Regions from separate parts of the Gossypium hirsutum genome. Here region 1 is linked to region 2. The links are chromatin contacts, called in public Hi-C maps. All regions are on one chromosome and are shown on one strand. Each heading gives the region's core, a stretch centred on a gene start, on an enhancer-like site or on the middle of the called end of the contact. The rest is flanking DNA. Distances are from core to core; before and after follow the strand shown. Region 1 holds the start of LOC107919828 (inactive poly [ADP-ribose] polymerase RCD1). Region 2 holds the start of LOC107920276.

Region 1 (2,700 bases), core at 172-2,671, 270 kb after region 2:
TGCATGATTGTACTAGTATTAATAAAATATCTGAGTTAGTGTTACGAGTCAACTAGGCACCAACTCGTTTAGTGAAATTATGAAGATGTTCTTCCATAATTAAAATAAGTTATTTTTTTCGAAGGTATTTTAGTCTTTTTATTTAAAAATAAATAAAAATTTTACACGAGGTAGGATTTGAATCCATACCAAGTACATAGTTTCCACATGCATACGTATGTGATAAGATTTCTAATTTTATTAAAAATAATATATATATACACGTGTTTTAATTTTTATATAATTTCTTTAAAAACTTACTTTTTTTTCCATGAAGTAACTATTTTGCCTACATGCTTATATAGCTAGATATAAAAGGGAGTTTAATTGATATTCTAAAAAAAAAAAAGTTCAAATGACCTTTCTTTTAGCTGACAAGTGGAACATCCACAATGCTATTTTATTTTTTATTTTATAAAAATAGTTAAATTTTAATTTTGATCTCTCTAATATACTTTAGTTTGAGGTTTAATCTATATATTTTAATTTCTAATATAATTTGGTCTTTATATTTTTACATGTCATTAATTATTACAAATAATTAATATTGTTAACTTTTTTAATACTTTAAAAGTCTTACAAACTAACATGTGGCTTTCTATTTCTTTAAATTTGCATCGCTTTTTTCTTGACTTTATAAGATAATGGTTAAATTTCAATTTTCACCTCTAAACTATGTTGAAACTTGAGATTAATTTATATATACTTTAAATTTTTACATAATTTGATCCATCTACATTTATAATGTTATTAATTAGTTTAAACAGTTAATTAATATTATTAACTATTTCAATCAAAATACCGACACTAATTTTTTTCTAAATATACTATTCCACAGAAATTTTTTTTATTAAGACAATTTTGAATGTGTATTTTTTAAAAAACATTCCATCAATATTTTCAATGCTATTTTTATTTTTACATGATTTAATTTCAAAATGTCATACCACGTAATAAGCAATTATATTGTAAAGATAAAAAAAATCTAAATTTACAAAATATATAAAATTTTAAAATATATTTTAATTTAATTTGACTTAAAATGAGTTTAGATAAACGGTAAAATACAATACATTTAGTTTAATTTTTTTCTTATGCTATACGATTATTATAATATCTAATTTTACTATTATTATTATTTTTAGACTAATCACAAAGCGTCTAATTTTTTTAAAGGGTGTCACAAATTCCAGTAAATAATCATGAAAAAGGAATTTTCAGTCAATAATTGTGAGTTTGACAGGAAGTTTATCTTCTAATGGGGCCTACACTGAGTTATTTTTGCTTTCATCCAAATATATAAAAACCTATAATAGTAAGCTCCTTGTTTTTCCGGCTATTTTTTTTTAGTTCCCCCAATTACCCTTCCTAGCAACCGCCTTTACGCTTTAAATGAATGAATTTTAAAATCCCGAAATGACCCTCATGTTTCCTCTCGTTTAATTTCGAAGTCGTGGATGACGGATCCAATCAAAGATACTTGGTGACAGCATAATTTGTGACGGGCTTGTAACTTTATCCTCAACTCGTTTTGATGGTTCGGTTCGCCCTTGCTTTTCGTCCAAGAAGGCGAGATAGCGCAAAAGAAAATAGTAACTAATTCTTTGAGTTAGGGTTTTTAACTTTTCTTTTTCTTTTATTTTCTTCTCTCTCCCATCCCTCCACCTTCTAGAAAACAGAAAAGTAAATCAATCACTCCAAAATTTATCTCATCTGCAGGTAATATTTTCCATTTTCTTTTAGTTTTATTTTCCGTTTTATTTTCTTTGATTAAGTTTTTGACAACGGATTATATAGATCGGCCCTGATCTTGGCATCTGGAAGGCGTTGACTTCATTTGTTGAATGGTTAATTCTTTTGATGGTTGATTTCTGTGATAATTGGTTTTCTAGGGGGATCAATAAAAACATTATGATATGTTAATTTTGAGAATTTTGCTTTAGGATTTTCATTTTAGGTTTTTTTTCGACCTTGCAGTTTTTGTGAGAAATTGCGGATTTGTAGAATATTGATATTCTCCTTTTCTTTTTCTTTTTTGATTGACTCAGTTTTCAGCTATAGAAAACATTTTTTTAGTTTTTAATTTTAGGAATCTATGTTCCAAGGTTGAAATTTTGTATTTTCTTTTTTTAATTCTCGATCACCATTCTAATCACGTGAAACACCAGATTTCTTGTCATCTTATGTTCTTAGTTTTTTTAATTAGTGTAGAAATATATTTAGTTTGATGATTTGGATGAAATATTTTTTAGGCTGATTTTCTATTTTTTTCACAAAAAAAAACACACTCGAGTCTTTATGTATTTGTAAGAATTTTCCAGTTTTTCCTAATCTTAATTTTCTTTGGTTTCATTAATTTTTGCTCAATTTTCTTAACAGAAATCAGCATAGGATTTAAATTTTTGGTATACTTTTGGCTGCTTTTTTTTTTCTTTTCGAGGTCAACCGGGGGATTGTCGTGACTATACTTGTTATTCAAAAAAGCTCATATTCTCAGGTCAACGCCGGTTGTGTTTCGATATTTATGTAATTAGTATCATACTAATTCTGCTCGGAGTAAATTTTGCAGTTTTGTGAAAATTTCTAATTTATTTTTGGTCAGATGTCTGATTAATATGTGCAACATCAACATCAACTTGTTATTCAAAAAAGCTCATATTC
Region 2 (2,700 bases), core at 69-2,568:
CCTGTTTCGTGCCTCATCCAGGAGCACAACCTAACCAAATTAGCTACAGAAGGTTTTTATTTTGCATAGCATGTTTAAATTTTATCAAAGCTGACCTTGATAGTTTTTAGGCCCCTTTATCCCCTTATAATCCATCACCAGTGATTTGGCTTGTCTTTACAATGAAAGTCTTAGGATGTTATGTAGGGTCAATATCCTGTCATACCTTTCCCTATTGAAAGAAGGGTACAGTTTAACTTTTCAAGCTTGTTTTATGTTAAAATATGATTGATGAATGTTTTAACTGTGGGAAGTAATGAACTCTGATTCGTTAATACTTTGGTGCTGCCAATTCATTTGTTATTCCCTTTCAATTGTCTTGAATTTGTTGTGTATGGTCCATGTTTGCTACTATTGAGCTATTCTTACAGCAAATGGCACAAAAGCGTATAAACAGCAACCCTTACAATGCTTATGATTCATGTACCAGAAAATTGATAAAAATATGGGTGGCAAAGATCTGAGAACAATACAACAAAACAAAAGATACTGTCACAGACTGGTCATTCAATGAATTTAGACACCCTTATTGCTACTCTTTCCTTTTGTCATAAGCAGCTATATTTTGGGATTCACATTCAGGGCTGAATAGGCGAACCAACAAAGCAGATGCTGAGCTGACAGACACAGCTCCACAGGCAGCCCACCGAAGACTTCTTGGAACAGTAATTCTAGGGCCTGCACATTACCATTAAAAAAAAATGAAGTTTATGATGAAATAAAAACTCGGGATACATGAACAGCAAGAAACTAACATTGAACTTATGTACATCATAAGCAGACACCCAAAGTGACGAACATATTTAATATTTTGGAAGGCTAGTGAAGAGAGAACAGACCGTAATGCAATCTACAGAGAACCCAAAATCCTAGAGCTCCTCCGACAGTAAAAATCCCAGCCGTCTGTCTCATTAACCTGGAACAAGGCTTTGCATCTGATCTCATCAATTCACCATCCGAGCAGCCAAGCGCACGCCTCAACGCCATCTCTCAACGCTTGTTCGATGTTATGTTATCGAACTCACACAAAATCGTCTTCTTTGCTTACTCTGTCTTCGCCTTCGTTACCCGGACTCGGCAATTAGGGGTGCCGTACCCGTGTCGACGCGATCCAACCACCGGACACGCGTCAGATCCGGAAAAAACCAGCGGACACGGCGGTGGGTGAGAACTGAGATGAGAAGAGAATAAAAAGAAAAATAAACTGATTTGCAGAGACGAGAGAGAGAAAAGATGCACGATGGTAGGAGGAAGATGATGGTATATAAATGAGTGAAAAATTAGGGTGTAATAAATGCAGTATCTGTATTTATATTATGTTTAAATATCCCAAAAGTCCTTATACTTTTTAAAATTTAAAATTTTAATTTTATATTTTAATTTTGACACATTGAGTCCCGTTTTTTTTAAATTTTTCTTTCTAATTTTCCGTTAAAGTTAAATGATGGGGCTGTTATAAAAGGGAAAATGACCTTTTTAACCTTCAACAATTTTATCAATTTAATCTTTATCCTTAAAAGTACATAAAAATTAAAAGGAAAATCATATATTAAATAAAATAAAAAAATTAAAAGGTTTAATATATATATTTTAAAAAATATGAAATAAATAAAAACTTTTTAAAATTTAAAAATAATTTTAAAATATAAAAAGATATAAAAATTAAATGTTATCTAAACTAGACTGAGCCGACCAACCAAACCGAGAACTGACTGAGGAATCGGTTCGATGAGAGATGAACCAATTGAACCAAACTATAAAATTTAATTAAAATTGAATCGATTTTTATAAAATTTTAATATTTTTATTTTATTTTTAATAGCTTATTTATTTTGAATTGGTCGAACCGGTCAACTAATTAGCTCTCAAGTTGAATGGTTCGACAATTGGTCTTGTTTCAAAAATATTGCCCAATTTTCAAAAAATAAAATATTTATTCCTTGAATAAAAGGTATTCATGGGCTTTGTAACCCAGTTAGCCTAATTAGTCCGACTCATTTTGAGATGATTTGGACTCATATTTTTAATCTTGGGTTGGCCAAACTTAGCTCATTTTATTATTTAAAATAATAAAAAAAATTAAATTAACTTTAATTTTTATGATTAGATTTAAATATAAAATAATTTTTTATTATTTTTAAACATAAAAATAGTCTATTATGGCGAAACGAACTTGAAGTCGAAAATTTTTTAAATAGGGCCTCGGTCTGGCCTCACCCATAAAAATTTCTAATGATAGTAAAGTCTCTTCAAAGTTTGAATTATTTGTTTAGTCCATAATAAATCATATTTGAACAAGTATTTTTTTACATTTAATTCAAATAATTTATGCACCACAAATAATTTTAATTAAATTTAAATATAAAGTATATGAAACATTAAAATAATGATACAAATTCTATATTGATTCGAATTAAAATTAAATGTGCTCTCTAAATTTTTTTTTGTTCAAAATACACTATAAAAATTTCAAGACTTAATTTATTATTTTTGTATTTTTTGAAAACGGGTCCACTTCTATATGAAATTCTTTTAATATAGTGTATTTTGAAAAAAAAATTAATCTGAATCGATTCAAAGTTTGTATCATTATTTAAAATTTATTTTATACTAATATTTTATATCCTTTATAATTAAATTTACATAAAAATATTTTTATAT

The links. A called contact is a pair of places that touch in the nucleus more often than the background predicts.
Region 1: a Hi-C map of leaf shows a contact between it and region 2, with 2.0 times the contacts expected there. The contact joins the promoter of LOC107919828 here to the promoter of LOC107920276 in region 2. A contact is called at or near these places in 7 of 34 Hi-C or Micro-C datasets (callus, hypocotyl and leaf).

What each region holds. Positions count from the first base shown.
Region 1 is chrA08:111,629,513-111,632,212 of Gossypium_hirsutum_v2.1, forward strand. It overlaps LOC107919828 (inactive poly [ADP-ribose] polymerase RCD1), which reads left to right and starts at 1,422. Exons shown (of 10, transcript XM_041074793.1): 1 at 1,422-1,758.
Region 2 is chrA08:111,363,438-111,366,137 of Gossypium_hirsutum_v2.1, forward strand. LOC107920276 reads right to left here and starts at 1,319. Exons shown (of 2, transcript XM_016849895.2): 1 at 879-1,319; 2 at 430-717. The coding sequence starts at 1,026. The coding sequence ends at 572. It overlaps LOC107920275 (bZIP transcription factor 16), which reads left to right. Exons shown (of 13, transcript XM_016849894.2): 13 at 1-314.